Linked DNA regions of Sus scrofa: region 2 is linked to region 1. A link is a contact called in public HiChIP or PLAC-seq data. All regions are on one chromosome and are shown on one strand. Each heading gives the region's core, a stretch centred on a gene start, on an enhancer-like site or on the middle of the called end of the contact. The rest is flanking DNA. Distances are from core to core; before and after follow the strand shown.

Region 1 (5,663 bases), core at 1,759-4,258:
CATCCCTCCAAGAAAATGACCTTTGATTTAAGTATTTCTCTATACGGAACATTTGCAGGAGATAACCTGTGATAAATGAGAGACAATCTGTGCTGTGTCTGAATCTCTCCCTTTAATCTGCAGTAAGTAATTACACTTTAAAAATGTATCTATACAACCACTACATGAAGGTTTCTCAAAAAACTAAAAATATGATCCAGCAATCCCACTCTTGGGCATATATCCAGAGAAAACCATAATTTGAAAAGAGACATACACCCCAATGCTCACTACAGCACTATTTAAAATAGCCAAGACAGGGAAGCAACTTAAATGTCCATCAAAAGAGGAACAGATGGGGAGTTCCCGTCGTGGCGCAGTGGTTAATGAATCCGACTAGGAACCACGAGGTTGCAGGTTCGATCCCTGCCCTTGCTCAGTGGGTTAAGGATCCGGCGTTGCCGTGAGGTGTGGCGTAGGTCGCAGACACGGCTTGGATCCCAAGTTGCTGTGGCTCTGGCGTAGGCTGGCAGCTACAGCTCCTATTAGACCCCTAGCCTGGGAACCTCCCATATGCCGCGGGAGCCGCCCAAGAAATGGCAAAAAGACCCAAAAAAAAAAAAAAAAAGTACAGGGGGTTGGAGAGTTGGTTAAATTAGAAAAAAAGCCAATAGACGAGTAAATAATATCTTAAAAAAAAAAAGAGGAACAGATAAAGAAGATATGGTACATACATACAGTGAAATATTATTCAGCTATAAAAAAGAATGAAGTAATGCCATTTGCAGCAACATGGATGGACCTAGAAATTACCATACTAAATGAAGTTAGACAGTGAAAGACAACTTCATATATTAGTTATACATGGAATCTAAAAAAGGATACAGGAGTTCCCATTGTAGTTCAGCAGAAACGAATCTGACTAGGACCCATGAGGTTGCGGGTTTGATCCCTGGTCTTGCTCAGTGGGTTAAGGATCTGACATTGCCGTGAGCTGTGTGTAGGTCGCAGATGTGACTCGGATCCCGAGTTGCTGTGGCTGTAGTGTATGCCAGCAGCTGTAGCTCCGATTCGACCCCTAGCCTGGGAACCTCCATATGTTGCCGGTAAGGCCCCAAGAAAGCAAAAAAAAAAAAAAAAAAGATACAAATGAACTTAACAGACACACAGACTTTGAAAAAAAACCTTTGGTTACCAAAGGGGACAGGCTGGGGGGCTGGACAGGGGTTTGGGACTGGCATATGCACACTGTGGTATATGGAATGACTGACCAACAGGGACCTGTGGTATAGCACAGGGAACTCTACCAATATTCTGTGATAATCTATATGAGAAAAGAGTGTATGTGTGTATAAATGAATCACTTTATTGTACAGCACAAATTTTCACCACACTGTAAATCAACTATACTTCAATAAAACTTTTAAAAAAGAAAAAAAAATGTATCTGCAAACATCTCTAATAAGACCAAAAAAGCAGCTCAATTCAGTCACTGCTTTATATGAGAGGAGAGAGATATGTAGAAAAATAAAATACTTTATTCCAAGTTGTTAAGGGTAGACAATACTAAGAAAGTAGTCCTTTTGATTTGGAATGCATGGCCAAGGCGACTCCCACGTACAGTAAATTCATTCAGACTTCAAAACACTACAAAGCAATCTGCCACCACAATTATTATCCAAATAATCACTTACTACTTGTGGACAAATAAAGTAACAAATAAATTAACATAGTATACAGAAGTCACAGATGATGGATTTTCTACATATATCTGTAAAACATTAATACATACTTTCTTATTCTAATTGCCCATTAAAAGTCCACAGTCACAATAAACTTTTTCAGAGGTATGTGAAATGCTGCAACCTGACTTATTGCACAAAATTAAAAATTCAGATGGGAACCTTTCTCAACCTTTTTTGAACTTCACAGGTGAAAACAGCTTAATAAAATGAATGGCACCAGCTCTATCAGAAGTCTGACAATAATCCTTACATAGTCTACCATGCTCAGCATTTGTCACTTTTTTAAAACTTAAAAAATTTTTTTTTTTTTTTTATTTCTAGGGCCACACCTGCGGCATATGGAAGTTCCCAGGCTAGGGTTTGAATCAGGCTGTCACAGCCACACCAGATCAGAGCACCATCTGTGACCTACACTGCAGCTCAAGGCAGGCCAGATCCTTAACCCACCGAGCGAGGCCAGGGGTCACACCTGCATCCTCACATCCCATTGACCCACAACGGGAACTCCTGTCACTTTTTTTAAATAAATATAATGTGAACTTGATGTCTGCTAGGTTCTGTCACAATGGGGTTAGGACTGTCCTGCCTGTGCGCTCACCTTAGCTAATTTCCTTTTCCTAAAGCAGGTAAGATCCCGCTTCCCTTCCAATGCAGCCTCTGCCATTTCCACGACAGCAGCGGGGCTCAGGGAAGACCCAGGATGAGGCTATGGAGGCTGCCTGGGAGGAAGGAGGCCTGGGAGCAAGTGCCTGGACCAAGTCCAGTGTGGAGCCAGGAAGAAGGCCGCCTCCGAGAGGATGCGGTCGCCACGGAATGTGGAGGCAGCAGGGTTCAGGAATGCCATTGGCATCCGGGAGGGAAGGGAAAAGCCAAGAGTGGCTCTCCACTTTTTGGATTCTCAGCACATCTTAAAATTTTGACTAGAGGACTTTTCTTAAAGAGGTACGTGCACAAGATTGAGAAAATATGCGTTTTCTATACTGAAGAACAGGGAAAGGAGGTTTACCGAGACAGCCATCAGCGCTCCCCTGCTGAGGGCTAGCTGGAATCAGACATCCTGCTGCTCGGAGGACCCTCCCCAAACTGGAAAACTGCTTTAGAATAGGATTGTTTACCGCCAGGCACAGATCTCCACCGTGCCCCTGCCCGGGAGGTAGTTTTCCCACATTCCAGTAAACACTTCATCTTTCTTAGGTGCCCAGCTGAAGTCTCGTATCTCTTACTGCAGGAAACTGTATCCCATTCTTACTCACAGCCCCACTTAGAGCAGCCAGCACAGCATGACTAAGGAAGTAGAGTGAAAAGAAAAACACGCTGATCACAAATGAGGGCCCAAGATTTAAGGTACCACTGGAATAACAACTGAAGAAAGGGAGAGAGGCACAACTCATGATATTAAATCTGGAGACCCAGGCAGGCCACGATCAGGGTCTGTTTTGGGCAGAGCAGGAGGCCACATGGAGGGGGGAAGGACTTCACTCCCAGGGCATGAGACCAATTAGGAGACACCGACAGGACAGGACCTGGAGAACCAGAGGGAGTGGCATTCTAAGCATGTATCTGAGAAAATGAATGTAAGGAACAGGGAAAAAAGAACTAGCCAACTTGTTCTGAACCCAAATACAAGGTTAATGCTGCAGTGATACTAACTGCTAAATTATAAAAAGCCTGCTTGCCTGGAGTGGGAATCCTTTCCAGAGACTGTTGAGTGGCTGAGCCAGGAGGTGGGAGTAAGGGGTGGGGTGGGGAAGGGTGCTGGGGGTGGGCTGGGAAGGCTGGAATCCAGGCAGAGTCTAACAGCCTGCTTTAACCCAAGCAGCGGCAGTGACTAACAGTGAAACCAGACTCAAGAAATCATGAGTCACCCTCAAGGGAAACCAACGTGAGTGTCAATAACTTCTCTGCAGAGGAACTTGGAACACATGTGCTAGAATAAATATTTTGGCGTCTAATATCTTGCACCAGCAGTGAATCGCTCCTTCATTTTGGATAGGTCACTGTTACTGTTTGTGTTCTCAGAGCGACTCAATTACCAAATGAGGCTAATAATAGCTGTTGAAAATATTTTTACCAGTTTTAAAAAAAAAAACAAAACAGTAAGCACTGACCTTTTGGAAAAATGCATTATTATTACACTTGAACTCCTTACACTGAAGGACAGCACCCACAAACAGTCCGCTGGGGGCGAGTATCATACTCACCAGTAAAACTGTCAGCAGAATGAGTGGGCCGTTTGGTTTTGCATCACAGCAGGGTCATTAAGATCTGAATTTCTATAAAATGAGATCCGAGTTCATGTTCCTCACACATTCCCTTCCAGAGTAAACATTTGCTAATTTCCTATCCCCAGCAAGGCAATGCATGAGCTTTGAAAAAGATTACAAATTGACAGAATAACTAAGGCCAAGTAATACTTGGCTTCAATGTAAAAAATAGAATTAAAAATTAACTATTGTTAGTTTGCTCCTTATCAGAGATGTAATATGTCAAGATTTAATTCAAAATAGTTTTTCAGATATTCTTACAGTTAAAATATACTAGGCTACTACTGATAAAACGACATGGATGAATTTCCAAAATTATGCCAAGAGGCCAGGTACCTAAAAGACTACATCCTACATGATTCCATTTAGATGACGTTTAAGAACAGGTGAAACCAATTTGGTAGATGGCATTAAGTGTCTGCCCTGCAAGGGTGATGAAAATGTCCTCTGTCTTGTTTTGGGTGGGTAGTTATACAACTGTCACGACTTACCAAACCGAGCAGTTAACTGTACATGTTACAGTATGTGAAATGTGCCTTTTAAATGTTTTTTCAAAAAAAATACCGCTGGACTAAATAAACATTACTAGGAATAGCAGGTTCAGATAACAGCATGGCAAAGGGTTAAGGACAGGATCTCTCGGACTTGATCTCAATGGCATTTATAAAGGAAATATTCTCTGCTTGAAAGGAATTAGTTGTGACGGATATAACAATAAGTTCAACAATACAGTCCTGCTGCCTGTTAGATTTCAGGCATGTCCGAAAGATCCTAACACAGAAAAATAACAGGTTTTTTTAATAGGGAAATGAGAACAGTTTGCATCTGTTTCTTTCTGCCCTATCAACTGAAAACGAAAACAAGTTTGAATTTGCATCCTCCATATTACTCCAGCAATACCAGGGTCCTTTGGCTATTCACAGGGAAGGAATTCGAGATTCAAGGGGAAAGTTCCTAAGGGAGCATCTCAGGGTCCCTGTGGGGCTTTTCCACCCTCGCACAAATTGTGATTCACGCCTCAGGGGCTTGGTTCTGCCTCCCAGCCAAAGGCAGTCACTTCCAAACAGGAATGAGTCACACCCCTCAGCAGGCTGGGCAGGAAGACTAGATTCCCGGCTGAGAATCTAGAAAAGGGACTCTTGCTAGCTCCACCCCTGTCAAGTCAGTAGAGGAAAGGGTGGAGGGGAGGGAACAGAGGGACCCGTTCCATCTCTCCCTCCTCTTCCGCTGTCAACTCGGGAGATAGGCACAGAACCGCTTGGGCTCAGCCTCACCTTCTCCTTCAAATGCAGTTGGAAGATTAGGCTAAATTGACCTGCAGAGAAAGAATGAAAGGCACTGGGACCGAGCCCCACCCCCACCCCAAGTGTTGCTGCTTTCCAACCCAGGGCTGACGTTTTAGCCAATCTACCCTTGGCACAGAGCCAAGGGTACAGCAACAATGCTACCTGCTCACCTTTGCAAGGTGCACTGACAGCTGTAGAAATCAGTACAAACCAACCATCCACGTGGAGGATTTCCCCGGGATAGTTGGTGTTTTGAGCCCAAAAACACGTGTGGTGTTTTACACCTTAAGGTATATCTTGAGCCTCCTCACAGAAGGCTTTTCAAAGCTTGGAGACTATGGCCATGCTATTTTTAGGATTATGAGAATAACAGCTGCACTTGTCTGTCA
Region 2 (5,663 bases), core at 1,201-3,700, 190 kb before region 1:
AACTCACTGAATTCTCTAAGCGCTCTTTGTGGTGTATAATATTCTGAAAATAGTGTGGGAGGGAATCATTCAATGTGCAAATGATAAAGCGAAGCTCTTGAATGTCAACACCAGGCAGCTGGGAAGCTGCAGTGCTGGGAGCTGCGCTCGGGTCTGCCTCCAGAGTCTACAGTGCTCAGCAATTCTCTGCCTCCAGGAGTCCGACCTACAGGTGCTGTCAGACTATTCTGTTCCTACAAGTGCTTGTGGGAAAAGGTCGGGGACTCAGGGTGAGTGTGACATGATTAAGAGATTTTGTTGGGGACTATAACCTGGGAGTGAAATTGGCAGTGGAGGAAGGGAGGAAACAGCCCTGTTGTTAAGGGCCTTTCCGGGGAAGGAAGTTCCCTGGGGGGCTGGCATGGAATTGTTCTGCTTGGGAGCTCCCTCTTGGCCTGTGGGGCAGAGGACTGTTCAGACAAGTGCATAATCAGCACAGGTTGTAAACACGGAGTTCTGTTCCCTCACAGCTCAGACACAGCAGAGCATGAGGATGCTTAGCAGTGACCAATGATGGGCAGCAAAGCCCAAGGGTGGATGGGGAGGAGAGAGGGGACCTGCCCTGAACCTGCCTCCTTGAAGAACCTCTGCCCCAGGGCACAAGAAGGTAACAAACAAATGTACTTCATTGTCAAGTAGTCACTATTTTAGGTGGACAGTCTGGAATATACTGTAAAAGATGGTAGAACGCCTGCTCTTATGTTCGCTTCTTCAAACTCTAAAAGGACAGTTTTCTATCTCCATTATACAAACACTATCGGGTTACATTTATAGTCATGTGAGGATTAAAAGAGTTAGTGCTTATTGTTAATACTATTACCATGTTGCTACTGAAAATTTTAGCAAACAAGCAACAATATTATAACAGTCTCTTCTTAGGAACTGCCTCTGGAAGAGATCTTGTACGTCATGAATCATTATAAACAAAATATATTCAAAATAACAATTACAACAATTACATTGTTTATATGGATTGACAGTATTAGCATCTTCCTCCCACCTGAAAAAGTGCTGAACACCGGGTTCCTTGGGAAGCAATGCTAATGCGTTTTTGGACTTTTCGAGGTCTTTACCCTGGGAAGCCTGTTTACTCACATTGGTCACCACAGCCAGAATCGCTATTCCTTGCATGATGGGCTGCCATGCTCCGATGTCCTGGGCTTTTTCTGGTACCATGCGTCTATACTGGGTAGTCAGTTTCCAGGCGTCCACTCTTATTTCCAATATATTGTTCACCAGAGCCAACAGAGGGGCCAATGGAAAAGAGGCCACAAATAAGGTGACGAACCCAAACTGAATAACTGTCAATGGAATGGACACACATCATGGAGTGGTGGATGGATGGAAGGACAACACATATTCCTTTCCTCTTGTAAAGAGAAAGGCAAACAGCGAACTCAATTGCAAAGAGAAAACACGTTCATGGTAATAATGTTCAACAGTGAAAGAACCCAAACGAAAGACAAATATAACTCTCTGGGAAGAAGACTAATTAGAGCCTTTCTCTTACATATATACACTTGATAGGAACAACACATTTAAAAACGTTAATCAACCATATTTTTTTTGCTGGTCATAAATAAACTGGGACACCATAAGCATATTATTCATTCTCAGTGTAGAAATAATAGAATGCTGGAAGATAATTTGTGATTTAGGATTAAAAAAAAAAAAAGGAATATCATGGAAGGATGTCACAAGTTAAAAAGAAGTAAGCAATGTACCTTTGGGAAGGCTGTGCTTAGAGAATGTTGGAGGAGATATGCTGAAAATAGGCAAATGAGCAAGCTCCCCTGAATCTGGGGAAGTAAGTGCTACACAGAGAATTTGAGATATTTATACAAAACACAAATGTATGCAATAAGTGTCTGCATAAGTTAAAATATAATCCTTCAGGAATTTTTATCTTGATATTATTGCAGACTATGTGGTCACAGTAAGTCAAAATTGTGCTGGTGGCTGCTTAGAAGCTCTTTTCTCTTTGTCTCTAACTTATGTCAGTTAGAGGGGACAGCAGAGATGTGGGGTAAGTTGTACCACACGGAGGTAGAGGTAAGCAATAAGGCTAGAGATCTAAAAAAGTTTTAGACCCTTCCCTCCTACTTGGAAGACCTTTAAAGTAAACTAGCACAGGTATGTAACTAAAACAGTGGATGAGAGGGAAATTTACAGCTCCCTTAGGGCTATTGCCCAGCCAAGGGGCAGGGATCACGCTGGCCAGGAAGGGCAGGACAGTGGAGTGGGTGGCTGGGTAGGAGGAGCTGGCCTTTGTTCCTGGTCTGAGAGGCCAGTATGTATTGCAGAAAAGCAGTCAGGAAAGATCTGGCTGGTCTACAGGCCAGACAGGAGCCATGATAGTCAGGGAAGTCAGGCAAGAACCAGAGTTGGTGATGTCAGAGAGACATGGCATGGCACCAAACAGTGACGTCCACATCTGTGTCTATGACTCACTGAACCCTAATGAACTCATCTGCCTACAGGGGCCAGGCAAGTCATAGAAATGCATGGAGTGGGTGCAGTAACTGGCAAAGTGCATGTCCTAATGAAAGGCACCATTCCCAGTCCCCATCCTGGAATGAGGGCCCAATGCTGCCAGTTCTTATCCAAGAGAAGCCAGAAACTAGGACTTTATTAATGAGAAATCCAGTTAAAAACCCAAAGGAGAAAAGACACTATTTATAATGCCAACAAAGGCACACACTATTTAGAAATAAATTAGTAAGAAGTGTTAAGACGGTTATGACAATTAAGAAAATATAAACAAATAATGAATGAATGGTAGGATGAACCACACTCTTAACTGGAAAGATTCAAGTTTGGGGACATATCAGGTTTTTTTTTTTCCCCCAAAATCTAGAATTCAAATGCAAATTTAGTTAATAATGCTAAATGGACTCGAAAAAAGCTGAAAGGTGATGGTCCACAAGTAAACGAATGAGGCGGATGTTTGAACTTGACAGTGTTAGAGAGATTACTGACAAAGGATCCAATGGGACCAGCTCCAAGAGATACTACTGTCTATTATAATGCTATGGTAACTGACATAGTTCATAACTAGTGCATTAACAGAATGAATTAAATAGATTTCAAGAACAGAGGCAGATACTCATGAGATTTTAGTAATATTATAAAAGCGATACTTCAAATCAGTGGATTCAAGTATTGGAGTTAATTAGCTAAATCATTGGAAGAACCGGTAATGGAGTCCTCACTTTTGACATCAAAATAAATTCCAGATGGATTAAACATTTTTAATTAAAAAAATAAAGCACCAGGAAAAACCAACCTGATATAATCTCTTCTGATAGTCAAGTGAGAACTTTCTAAACAGCTTTGGAAACCAAGAACAACAAAGGCCTATCAACTCAGCAAGGCCAAAAACGCCCATTGTAAAAACAAAAATAACCCTGCCTGAAACTTTCTCATGACCCTCTGTTGTTCTCTGATACTTTCTATGCTTTGCCATTCACTCTTTTTTTTTTTTTTTTTTTTGTCTTTTTAGGGCTGCATTCAAGGCACATGGAAGTTCCCAGACCAGGAGTCGAATCGGAGCTGTAGCTGCTGGTCTACACCACAGTCACAGCAACACGAGATCCAAGCCACATCCGTGACCTATACCACAGCTCACAGCAACGCCAGATCCTTAACCCATGGGGCGAGGCCAGGGATCGAACTATATCCTCATGGAAGTGGAAATGAATATGACTAGCAGAGCCACAAGAACTCCTACAGCCAAGTTTCTTTTCTTTCCTTCTTTTTGTTTTTCTTGTTTGGCCACCCCATGGCAGGGATCAGATCTGAAATGCAGTTGCAACCTACGCTGCAGCTGCAGCAACTCGGATGCTTAACCCACTGCATCGGCTGGTGATTGAACCTGCGTCCTGGCACTGCAGAGATGCTGCCAATCCATTGCTGCCATTGCAGGAACTCCTATAGCCAAGTTTCTTGAAGCAGCACATACGCTGGCTATTTCTCCACCACTCAAAGCTGTAAGTCTCCCGTGGCCCTCACCTCCAGACTGAGACTCCTCTTGCTAACTCTGAGGGATGCTGCATATTCCAAAGCCAATGCGTGTTTTTGGTCCCTGTTTATTTGATTATTAGTCAGCTTAAAAATATGGCCAAGTATTTTCTTCTCTGTGGAATGCTTTTCCCCCTTGATTTTTGTTTTACTTAAACAATTTTAAAAAGCTAAGGCCAGCATAATCGGATCTTTCAACATAAACATTATGCAATTCTCTTGCTTACAAATATCCCAATGTATCCTTATTTCTTTAAGGATAGGTTCGAGTCCCCTGACTAAGAGACCCATCATGATATGGCCCTTGCTTCCCTCATACTCCCACCTATAGATCCTTTGTTCTAGCCATTCTTTAATGCCATTCTCCCAACTGGCCAAGTTGTTTCACACTCTTGTACTTGAAAACTGCATCCCTCTCTCTCTACGAAATGTCCATGACCTCTATGACACTTCTGATAACTCACTTTCATTTCACCCTTCAAAATCCAGGTTATGTATCACCTGCTATAGGAAGTCTGATTTGTGTTCATCTGCTCAGCAATCCACCAAGTACTCACCATCTCTTACTTGGCCCTGTGCATGCAGACACCAAATCCTATTTGTCCCTAGCACCTGAGACAATGTTTGGCATAGCAAATGCTCAATGTTTGCTGGATGGATGGATGAATGAGTGAATAAATAAATGAGTAAAGAGATGAGAGGCCAACTAATCATCCCAGTCACCTCTCTGCCATTCTGGAAAGTTCATCCTGCAAAGATGAGGAATCACCAATGCAGGTGGTAGGCAGAAACAGAACAGAGATGGGGGCTGTGGGGAAAGACAGGCCTGAGTCTGGAGCATGCAGGGAAAGTCTGGGTGGGTATAGCGCTGGAGAGAGAGGGAAAGAAAGGGGTGGGTGCAAGGAAATGGTGAGGAGCAATTGACATTAATTATAGTAAATGGAGAAATAATAGATGAAGCTAAGTGAACATGGCAAGTGTGGAAGAGGCAGTACTGCAGACAAACAGGGCCAACTTCATCGCTTCACCTCATTTCATGTATGGCCCTGCCCACTGGGAAGGTATCACTGAGTTCTCGAGAGACCGGTGTTTGTGCTGTGTCTGAGTACAAAACAGTATCCTACAGCTTCCAGATTTTAAGATTGACCATTTCTCTTATGTCCTGTGTCTGAGTTCTCAGAAGTCAGGAACATACACTTGGGGAGGCAACTTTGGTTAACCCCCCAGGGTTGCTCTAATACTCTCAAAGGATGGTGGGTAATTCACTGAACAAAATAAAAAAGAAACTCCACTCCAAAAAACAAACATGCCATCCAGAACTTTGTAGGGGCTGCTAGGGCAACGTTACTGTCAACTCAACTAACAGCTATAACAATTGTGTGTGTGTGTTGAAACTCCAAGCTCAAGTCACTTAAATGAATATGTATGAGGGCCTAGGCAGTCATGTTCCAGCTGAGGACTGAAAGATGCAAAGGCCTGCATGCTACTTCCAACAGGATGCATCTACTAGCCAGGGAGAAAGGCATGCATACAAGACATACTATCAAGACAGGAATCAAGGCTCTTGATACCTAGAGAAGAGAGCTGGAAAGTGGGGTGAAAAG

What was found. HiChIP or PLAC-seq counts read pairs in DNA pulled down with a chosen protein or histone mark.
Region 2: a contact with region 1 is called in an H3K27ac HiChIP or PLAC-seq map of alveolar macrophages. The contact joins two enhancer-like sites. A contact is called at or near these places in 2 of 2 datasets of contacts at active chromatin or transcription factors (alveolar macrophages and skeletal muscle).

Annotation. Positions count from the first base shown.
Region 1 is chr5:76,127,721-76,133,383 of Sscrofa11.1, reverse strand. All of the region lies in intron 1 of ANO6 (anoctamin-6), which reads right to left. Among named protein-coding and RNA genes, the nearest start is that of ANO6, 18 kb to the right of the region's middle. Within about 2 kb of position 3,008, at least 49 of the 83 cell types and tissues checked have an H3K27ac peak or open chromatin away from gene starts, as enhancers often do. A contact at or near this core is called in alveolar macrophages, where this site is marked.
Region 2 is chr5:76,318,103-76,323,765 of Sscrofa11.1, reverse strand. ANO6 (anoctamin-6) reads right to left here. Exons shown (of 22, transcript XM_005655713.3): 19 at 1,135-1,340. Among named protein-coding and RNA genes, the nearest start is that of ANO6, 210 kb to the right of the region's middle. Within about 2 kb of position 2,450, at least 4 of the 83 cell types and tissues checked have an H3K27ac peak or open chromatin away from gene starts, as enhancers often do. A contact at or near this core is called in alveolar macrophages, where this site is marked.